Linked DNA regions of Pan troglodytes: regions 1 and 3 are each linked to region 2. A link is a contact called in public HiChIP or PLAC-seq data. All regions are on one chromosome and are shown on one strand. Each heading gives the region's core, a stretch centred on a gene start, on an enhancer-like site or on the middle of the called end of the contact. The rest is flanking DNA. Distances are from core to core; before and after follow the strand shown. Region 1 holds the start of RGS16 (regulator of G protein signaling 16). Region 2 holds the start of NPL (N-acetylneuraminate pyruvate lyase). Region 3 holds the start of RNASEL (ribonuclease L).

The links. HiChIP or PLAC-seq counts read pairs in DNA pulled down with a chosen protein or histone mark.
Region 1: an H3K4me3 HiChIP or PLAC-seq map of stem cell-derived excitatory neurons shows a contact between it and region 2, with 8 times the contacts expected there. The contact joins the promoter of RGS16 here to the promoter of NPL in region 2. A contact is called at or near these places in 6 of 7 Hi-C or Micro-C datasets (blood, induced pluripotent stem cells, a lymphoblastoid cell line and 1 more), 1 of 1 datasets of contacts at active chromatin or transcription factors (stem cell-derived excitatory neurons) and 1 of 1 other capture datasets (stem cell-derived neural stem cells).
Region 3: a contact with region 2 is called in an H3K4me3 HiChIP or PLAC-seq map of stem cell-derived excitatory neurons, with 5 times the contacts expected there. The contact joins the promoter of RNASEL here to the promoter of NPL in region 2. A contact is called at or near these places in 7 of 7 Hi-C or Micro-C datasets (blood, induced pluripotent stem cells, a lymphoblastoid cell line and 2 more), 1 of 1 datasets of contacts at active chromatin or transcription factors (stem cell-derived excitatory neurons) and 1 of 1 other capture datasets (stem cell-derived neural stem cells).

What each region holds. Positions count from the first base shown.
Region 1 is chr1:66,493,898-66,497,194 of NHGRI_mPanTro3-v2.0_pri, forward strand. It overlaps RGS16 (regulator of G protein signaling 16), which reads left to right and starts at 2,030. Exons shown (of 6, transcript XM_003308627.7): 1 at 2,030-2,150.
Region 2 is chr1:66,318,114-66,321,746 of NHGRI_mPanTro3-v2.0_pri, forward strand. It overlaps NPL (N-acetylneuraminate pyruvate lyase), which reads right to left and starts at 1,692. Exons shown (of 14, transcript NM_001246492.1): 1 at 1,636-1,692; 2 at 112-216.
Region 3 is chr1:66,515,904-66,519,198 of NHGRI_mPanTro3-v2.0_pri, forward strand. RNASEL (ribonuclease L) reads left to right here and starts at 1,742. Exons shown (of 7, transcript XM_524990.5): 1 at 1,742-1,859.

The DNA.
Region 1 (3,297 bases), core at 780-3,279, 180 kb after region 2:
AAAATGTATAAAACCAAGCTGTGCCCCGGCCACCTTGGGCACATATCATCAGGACTTCCTGAGGTTGTGTCACAGGCTGGCCCTCAAACTTGGCAAAATAAACTTTCTGGACTGAGAGCTGTCTCAGATTTTCTGGGTTCACAGAGGAATGCATGCTCAGAGAGGCCAAGAAGAATCCAGACAGGCAGGCCTTGCTTGGTTTCCCCACTCAGTCTATTAGCATTAGATCATACCCTTTTTGTTCAATCATATTTCTACATGGCTGTCCATACTTTGTTGTACCCAACCATAAAAATGGACAATTTCCCCTGTGTCTTTGGGTCTTCATTTTGAAGGCTCATGTGTACTCACATTAAATAAATTTGTGTGACTTTTATCCTATTAATCAATCTGCCTCATGTCAGTGATTTTCAGTGAACCTCCAGGGAACCAAAGGCCTTGTCCTCCATAAGATGAAGAGAGTGGCCCCAGGGTCAAAGGCTGCTGAGAGCCACAGTACCTAGACCCTCTTTAAACTGCACCTAGGCAGCTAAAGTTCCTTTCCTCTGCCCCCTCTAACCCCTCCCAAGATGTGAAGACTAGACTGAACTGTAAGAGAAGGTAAATATTCATTTTGGGAATCCTCTTGGAGCTGGGAATGTGAGTATTTCAGAACTCAGAGCAGGAAAGAACTTTTTGTAACTGTGGGAGCTGGGGATGGAGGAAGTCTGCAGAATGCGTAGCTAACTGCATGGACAGTCAGATGACCCAGTACCAAATCATGCACGATCCTTCTATCTCTTCCTCCATTAACCTCTCTATGCTTCAGTTTCCCCATCTGTAAAACAATGGTCAGAGGACCTTCTTCAGAGGTTAGTGTGAGGATTAAATGAGACGAGGACTGTGAGAGCCATAAATGTAGAGCACAGTGGAAGTGTGCACACCAGTTGTTAGTGACTGTCATTGTGTTTACTGCAGCCAGGGTGTTTGGGACGCCTGGGGACTTGGATCCAGAAAGTTCCCCTGTGGTCACATTTGGAGCAGCACTACAGCTAGATGGCTGGCGGAGGAGGCGTGGCTCACCCAGGCTCAGTCACACAGCTCACCGCGTGTGCCCCCCTGCTCAAATGTGTGGGGCCTATTAGGGAGAGCTCATTTCTATCTCTGCAAAAACATCATGCACCCCCTGCTGTGCTCTTCTCTCTGTCCACCTGGGCCTGTTTCTAGGACAGCTGCTGTGTCAGAGGCTGAGGGCCTGGGAGCTTGTGAAAGGACCACCTGTTCCCATTGCTTTCTCCGGCCCTTCTCCCCCGCCGCCACTCTGCCGGCCCAGCCTCCCAGCTGCTCACACATCACACCACGTTTCTCCCTCTGCTCAGGTGTTGTGAGCACATTGTGAGAGGCATGATCCCTTCCAACTTGTCGCCACATTACAGCTAGTGTTGGTGCTTTTGTTGAGCCTCCCCTGCTTTCCTATAAAATGGTTTTTCTTCTGTGCCCCTGCACCAGACTGCCCCACCCCCACCCCCTACTCTCCCTGTTGACATGGGGACTCCTGGAAGGTGACTCAAAGGAGGAGGAGGTACCCCACAGAAAGTAGGTCCTTAACTCCCAGGAGATGACAAAGCCCCTCCCATGCCTCTGACCTGACATCTCTGCACGTGTGTGTGGTATTCACATGTTGGGGCTTGCTGTTCCTGGGGTCCTTGTGTCTCATCTGTGGCCTAGGTAAGCACCTAGAAATTTCTGACTAGAACAAGGAGGAGAAATGGCCTGAAGTAGCAGCCAAGGTCCAGGGGGAGAGATGCTCAGAGGCTAGGGAACATGGGGACAAGGCATTGAATAGCCCTGGGGTTGGACCTTGTGGATAGAACTGGGTTTCTAGCCTGGCACTCCCATTTACTAGGTGTGTCACTGTGGGGAGATTACTTACGCACCGATGTCTGTTTCCCCTTCTGTACAGGTGGCATCTGTAAGGCCCTGAGTCCAGCGTTGGATCATGGAGGGCCCTAAAAATGGTAGTTTCCTTTTCTCTAAGACAGGGCCTGGAGGAAGACCAGACATCAACCTTCCAAGCTGGCTGAAATCGTCTTACTGTCTGACACAGAGCCGGATTCTCCCTAGTACATGCTGCTCTGGAATACCTAGGAGAGGAAGAGGAAGGAGGCAAGGTAAGCTGGGGGCTTTTCACACTAAAGGCCTACAGAGGGGTAGGTGGAGTCGGCATAGGTGCCATGTGTGTTTGGTGTCTTGCTTCCAACTCTAGCTGGGCTCTGGAGCCACTGATGTCTGCTTGACCCTTCCCTGATTTTGCTCCAGTTTGCTCTGCACTGGGAGACTGCAAGCCACAGGGGGAGGGGAGTGTAAGAGGGCTGCAGAGTAATAAGTTTCACTGCATAATTCAGCCCTCCTGGGACCCATTTCCAGAAAGCTGACTGGCTGAAGTTTAGCTGAGAATGCCTGCAATCTGGAGGATCTGGGGCAGGCAGGGTTGACAGTTAATCTCCAAGGATATTCACCATGTTTGGAGTGGGATTCATTCACTCATTATTTAATGAGTGTCTCTATTGTGTTAGACACTGCACTAGGCACCGAGATTTGGGCTCCAGACCTCCCTGAGGCCGTTTTAGACCTGTCCAAGTAAGCATCCACATCTCAAAGGCAGCTTTGGAATGGAGGAGAGAACACTGAATGTCTCTGGAAACAGAGGTAGTCTGATATGTTGAGTTTTCCAAGAAATGAGGGTGGTTGGCCACTCATAGAGGTTCTCCTCTGCGAAGGTCTTTCAGTTCCCTGCCCCTACACACACACACACACACACACACACACAAACACACACAATATTTGAGAGTAAAACAATGTTCTCTCCTCACCTATTCTATATCCCCGTTCTCTTGACACAACAGTTAGGCCAAAGAGCAGAATACTTTCCTCTTGCCCACGATGTTACACATCAGCACTGGCTGTTGCCTTGGTGAGAGAATATGGTGTGGTGAGCGATGGTCAGAATCCCTCCTCTACTCCCAGATTAGGGGTGGCACCTGTTAGATTTCTTCTGGTGCTTATTTCCTTCTAGAGATAGAGGCACCATCTGGGGTGCTGTGCCTGTCTGACTTTCCAGTTCTAAAATAAAAATGTGCTCCATCCTCAGTTTGCAAAGGACTAGGGGACGGGAAATATAAACATCACCTTTCAGTCATTTGCAAATCCCAGGCCTCACGTTTCCCCCCTCTAATCTTTCATTCTGACTGGCTTCTCAGGGTCTTGGAAAATCATTACAGTAAAATGCAGATTCTAATAAGCCTTGTTTCTAAGTCT
Region 2 (3,633 bases), core at 442-2,941:
TGCCAGTAGGCTAAAGACCCAGCTCCCTGGGGTCTGGGTCTCTATTGAAATCTTCGTGCCTGCACTGTACTTGCCCAGCTGAACAAACTGTTTGCTGTTCCTCCTACCTACCTTTCGCTGTTTGTCTGCTTGCCTTTGTTCCTGTGGTTCTCTCACTTCAATCTCTTCGGTCTGATCAACTTTTAAAGCTCACTTTATCCATTCCAGCAGGTATAGCTTAAAAACAAAAACAAAAACAAAAAAACCTCTCATTTTAAAAACCAGGGGATTTCCTGATACCCCAGCCGAAAATAATTTCTTAAGCCTCAGAATTCCCCCAAAGAGTGGCTTTTCATTAAAAACCTTACATCAGAGTTATTAAGCAGGGTGGTTTTGGCTCCTCTCCTAGACTGTCTGCCATCTGGGGGCAATGGCAGCTTGGAAAATTTCTTTGCACAGATAACTACACTACGTAAAATTTGCTGCCTTTGCAAACTTTGAAACGCCTACAGGAAGAAATGGGATAAAAACGACTTTGGCCGGGCGCGGTGGCTCAAGCCTGTAATCCCAGCACTTTGGGAGGCCGAGGCGGGCGGATACCTGAGGTCAGGAGTTCGAGACCAGCCTGAACAACATGGCCAAACCCCGTCTCTACTAAAAATACAAAATTAGCCGGGCGTGGTGGCGGGCGCCTGTAGTCCCAGCTACTCGGGAGGCTGAGGCAGGAGCATGGCGTGAACCTGGGAGGCGGAGCTTGCAGTGAGCCGAGATAGCGCCACTGCAGTCCGTCCTGGGCGACAAGAGCGAGACTCCGTCTCAAAAACAACAACAACAACAACAACAACAAAAAGACTTTAACAGAGAATGATCAGTATTTTTAAGATTCAAGTTTTTAATAAACTTGGGAATGTTATGCTTTGAAGCATAACAGATAATTATCAATATTTTTAAGATTCAAGTTTTAGATAAACTTGGGAATGTTATGCTTTGAAGTTTTCAGAGCTAGTAGCTAAAGCGAATGGCTCTAATGTTCTCCAGCCTAAGACTTAACGTGAATTTAGATTATTACTGAAACATTGGGAGGGGGTATTACTCTTGAAATCTTATACCTCCATCCACAGATAAGAACACTTAGTGCAAAGAATTAAAGCTGCCTAAGTCAAATTCTTTTTAAAATGGCAAAGTTGTTTTTTTAAGAGACAGAAAGTGGGGGCAGAATGTACCTCTGGGCAGAGAATATCTTGAGGGACAGGTACTCGGAGAAGAGGAGATACAAATAGGGATTTTTAAAAAAGCAGAAAACCACCAATTTCTCCTCAAGTGAAGGGGGGATGTATCAGGTTTAACTTTAAGCTCTCTTCTGCTCAACTGCTAACTCTATTTTGAGGAAAGGACCTTTGGAGACCCGGCAGATATGCTGTCGGCAAACAATCCGGGGGAGTAAGTTCTTCTGCCCCCGTCTGTCCCTACACTTTTCGCATTCACACCTTCCCCAGATCCGTTTCCCAGCGTATCTGCCTTCCCTCTTTCCTCCGGGTCCGTCAACGTCTCACCCACCCGCGAGTCAGGCCCCAGCGCCCCTCCGCCCGAACGCCCAGGTCGTCGGGCCGTCTGCGTCCGTCTGTCCTAGCCCGTGCCGTCGCGGGCCGCGCTCACCCAGGCCTCCGCTATTGTCCGTGCGGCCGCTCCGCCCGGCAGCCGCCGCCGCGCTTTATATCCGCGGCCGCCCGGCTCGGGCCCACGTGCCGCCACGCCAGGGAGCCTGGGGGTTGTAGTTCTGCGCCGCCGCCCGCGAGGCGCGCCCGGAACCGCTGGCCCGGAAACCCCGAAACGTTTTGCACACTGGAGTCTGCTCTTCCCCGGGTGTCACCTGAACAACATGGGCTGAAGTGACTCCGGCGCAGCGCCCCGGCTCCCCGAGGATCGGAAGCATCCGAACTGGCGGCTGGGTGCCCGAGAGCACGCGGCTCACCCGCGCCACGCCGAGTGCAAACCTCCCCCTGCCTCGTCTGCACGCCAGTCCTTCCCGCGTGCAGGCACCTCCTGGGCTCCGCTGCGTCTTAATTTTCCTTCTCTTGCGCAGGGCTCTGCAATCCCCGCTATCTCGTGGTTCTGCGTTGTGAGGTTTGGGCTGCTGTTTCCGAGGCGTACGGAGAATCCCAACTGCCCATCGGCGTTCAGGTCTCTTCGGGTTGACGCCGCTGCACCAGCCCTGCAGACTCTCGTGTTAAAGAGAGATGAGCGAATTTTAAAGTGAATTATCTACTCATACGGGAGCTTTCCTGGCTTCTTTTGGAGAACATTTGAAAGAGTTTTGAAAGGGAAAATTATTTTTAACCCAACCGCCTCTACTTTCAGGAGTATCAGGAGTCTTATTCTAGGATCATGTACTGTGTGAATAAATCAGGAACAGAGCCAGAGACAAGTCCTCAGTTTTCTCTTGCTGATGTGATTCCACCTCAATTTTCCATAAAAGGCGATGGCTGATGCTTATTATTACATTTAGAGAAACTAAATTGTTCAAAGGGCTTTCCAGTTTGCAAAGTGCTTTTAAATGTATTCTAATAGTTCTTTCGTTGCACAGAGCACCAGAGATAATAGCTAATAAGTACTGTGTTCAGTGCTTACTCAGCCTGCACCGTTCTAGCCGTTTTAACATTTAATTCATAAAATAACTCCATTGGTGGGTCCTGTTTTATAAATGTATATATATTACAGATGAGCAAGGATCATTCCATTTTACAGATCAGAAACAGGTTTAAAGAGTTGAAGTAATTTGCCAAAAGCCATAGAGCTGGTTAAGCTGTGGTTTGATTTCAAGTAGTCCAGAAGCTTGTGCTTTTAACACTATGTTATCCTACAGGAAAAAAAAAAAACAAAAAAAAAACAAAAAGAAAAGAAAAAAGAAAAACCCTTAGTTACATGAAGCAAGTTCTCCTAAGGCTGCAGCATGGCTTTTTGTTTTGGTTTGGTTTTTGTAATATTAACAAGAATATTATATCCTAATGGTACAATGAAAGTTTTTTTTTTTTTGGAAAGTCACAGTTTAATAAGTGCAAAATTAAGTATGTCAATACCCAAAAGGTATAGGTCATTAGGCTTAACATTGTCAGCCAACAAACCAATATTCTAAATGCATGAACTAACTACTTTTTGTATAAATATGGTAGTGCAAAGTAATTCCTTATAATAATTTGTTAGTGTCTACCAAGAAGCAGATGCTAAGATGGGATTAGATGTGCAAGAAACTTATTGGGGCAGGGATTTGGAGCAGACAGGAGCAGCCTGCAGACTGATGTAGGGCTGACATCTGTGGAACAAAAGATGGAAGAAAGGAGCATGGAGTAGGGAGAGTCTCACTGCATTCTTACAGTATCCACTCTGTGCCGTTATGAAACTCAGAGCCTATACTGTGAAGTGTTGGGGAGACATTGTTGTTTTAAAATATGGTAAATGCAGTGATAGACTGTACAGAGATATTACAGGAACACTGAGCTCTAATCTGGGCTGAAGGGGGTGGTGTGTGTGTGTATGTGTGTGTGTGTGTGTGTGTGTGTGAAGAGGCAGGAGGGTGTTCCAGAAACGTCTTACTGGGGAAGGTCACAGCCAAGCTAAATATCAGACAATGAGTAGGGCTTAGAAGAAGAGAGGCAG
Region 3 (3,295 bases), core at 492-2,991, 200 kb after region 2:
GCATAGGTCAAGATATAGAGGTAGAAGCATATGACATAATGTGACGAGGAACTGGAGGCTAGCACTGATGATGCCCATGAGGAGTAGGGACAGGCAGGGACTGTATTATAACCTGAAATCATGATATGTTGGGTTTTTCGACTGTTTATGATCTATTTCTGCCTATTAAGATGCAAGCTTCGAGAAGAACTCCGTGAGGAACTGGTATGGTAAATCACTCTATGCCAGATATGCAGAATAGGCACTGGTAACATAGTCAGTGCTCAATAAGTTTGTTTTTTTTTTTTTTGAGACAGAGTCTTGCTCTGTCATCCAGGCTGGAGTGTAGTGGTACTATGTTGGCTCACTTCAACCTCCACCTCCCGGGTTCAAGCAATTCTCCTGCCTCAGCCTCCCGAGTAGCTGGGATTACAGGTGCACAACACCACACCTGGCTACTTTTTGTATTTTTAGTAGAGACGCGGTTTCACCATGTTGGCCAGGCTGGTCTTGAACTCCTGAACTCAGGTGATCTGCCTGCCTCGGCCTCCCAAAGTGCTGGGATTACAGGTGTGAGCCACCGCGCCTGTCCAACAAGTATTAATTAAATGAATAATGGGTTAAGGATTTTTGAACTTTGTCCTGAAAATGATGGTGGGTCAATGATGCAGGGTGGAACAATGGATGAAGGGCTAGGAAGCAAGTCATCAGTTTCTTGCTATAAATGATGACAAGGACTCGACTGGTCATCCCTTTGCAGATGAAAGCAAGAGACTTGGTGTTGGGATGAGGATGAGGGGTGGCCTCCGGGTGATGGTGCCATCTGTGGAGATGGAATAAGTGGGAGGAGGGGCAGATTTAGGAAAAGATGAGTATTTCCATTTGACACATATTCAAGATTTGTAGGTCTAAAGCTCAGCAGAGAGGCTGGGGTTAGAGAGCGAGGCCTGGGAATCCCTGGTGTATAAGGGGTGGTAGAGGCCCCGGGTCTGGATGGTGTGACACAGGTGGTCGTCAAGTGACCATGCACTACTTGTTGTTCACAAGTCCCAGGGCTTTGTCTCCCCAGCAAGACTGGGTATTCTTTGGGGATGGAAATACTTTCCACTACAGCACTAAGTACACAGTACACAGCTCATTGCTAGGAAGATAGTCAAGAACAGAACTTGTAGAGCAGAAAGGAACCTTCAAAACCAAGTTATAGGAGAGAACTGAGGCCCTACATGGTTAAATCACATGCCTGAGGTCACTCAGCTAAGCAGCCACAGAGCTGGCTGTAGGATCAGGTCTCCAGACTGCCAGTCCGGTACCCTCCTGAGAAGGCCGCACTGCCTCAGAGCTGTGAGTTGAGTGAGCTGAGACAGGTGACAGGGCTTGGGCTTTGGGCTTACTTAGCTTCTATGAGCCTGCGTTTCATAATCAACAAGATTGTCAGGGGTTAACTGGGACCATGCTGCACGTAAAGCATTGTGTCTGGAACACAATAGGTGCTCAATATGTGTTTACTTTCCATTCCTTTCTTCCAAGAAGACCAGAATTTGCAATGACAAAAGAAAGGACGCAAGAGTGATGGATGCAGTTGGCTGCTGCCACCTGAAAGGCTGCAAGACTGAGAGGTGAGTGACATGACCCCGGGCATCACATTCCTCATCAGCAGACAGAAAGTGGCTATTGCTTTCCTCCAGAAGGTGTGCAAGTAGAAGCTTTGCTCCTGGTGCCAGAGTGAGCCTGTGGCTGCTTTCCCTCCCACACTCCTCACTCCTTTCTTGGCTCCGCCCTGCTGGCTCAGTGACGCAGCAGGAGGAAACTGCTCGGGCTGCAAGCAGTCTTCCAGGCTTTGCGGCTGCCAAAGGAATAATTGAGACGTCTGAGTTGAGCAGGTAAGGCAGGCAGAAGGAGGAAAGCTAGAAAACCTCGATAAGTCGATCCTGAAGAATTCTTGGGCTTTGGAGACTGGAGAGGCCAGGGGCTGGAGGACTTGGGAAGTGGGAGGGGAGCTCCCAGCCCTTGGCTGCCCGGAAGGATCTTCCTCAGTGCCCTTCCAGAGTTCTGTCAGAGTCCACACGTCATTTATCCATGTCCTCAGTTTCTCAGGCATCTCTTTGCGACTTACTCAGGTCGCACAGAGAAAGTGAAATTGAAAGCAGGATTGTCTGTTGGAGTACTTCCGCAGGCTCGTCTCTTCTCGACTCTGATGCGTCACTCAGGGCTTCCTTGATATTTCCTCTCCTTCCCGGCTCCTTTGTTTATACCAGCCCACCTCACATCTGATTGTAATGGGGACGGTCTACACAAACACTTTGGTTCAAAGATTTCATTGCCTGGTGATCGTGTATGTGTTGCACAATTAATTAAACTTCTAAGAGGCTAATCAATTAACCTCTGAGGCTTTGAAACTGTCAGAGTGGTGAGATTGCTGAAAAAGGGTTGCTTCGTGAATTCTATAGCAGATGCAGTAATTTAAATATTCAGGTAACAGTTTCGGGCTGTCTGATGATTGAACTGGATCTGTAATTCTCAGATCTGATTGACAGTTGGACGAAATTGATAGCTGCCAGTTGCCTATTCGTGTAGTAGCTATATGCACATGTGTAGGGAGAATAGAATTCACTAAGCAATTTATTTTTTCATAAAGGGATATAATTAGCTCTAACATTCATTGAGCGGCTAATATTTGCAACACTCCATACTTTAATGTACTTTACACACGACTGTATTTATTTTTGTCTCCATTTCAGGAAATAGAAAATTGAGATTCAACAATCCAAGGTTACAGGAAGTAATAGTAAAAAATTACACAGCCACAAGCTCAAACTTAGATCTCCCTAAGGTTAGAGTACAAGCTCTTTTCACTACTGCAGATACTCCTTGACTTATGATGGGGTTACATACAGATAAACCCTTCCTAAATTGAAAATATTGTAGGTCAAAAGCACATTTAATACACCTAATCTGCTGAACGTCATAGCTTATCCTAGCTTACCTTAAATGTGCTCAGAACACTTACATTAGGCTACAGTTGGGCAAAATCATCTAGCTCAAAGCTTATTTTATAATAAAGTGTTAAATGTCTCATGTATTTATCGAATGCTATGCTGAAATAAAAAACAGAATGGTTGTATGTGTACTTGAAGTGTGGTTTCTACTGAATGTTTATTGCTTTTCCACCACTGCAAAGTCAAAAAATCATAAATCAAAGTCAAAAAACATAAGTCAGATATTGTCTGTACTTTAAATAGGGGCACAGGGTTGTACAAAGAGGACATGCACAGAGTCAGCAAACACAGTGATCAACCTTCCTGGTGACATAAGAATG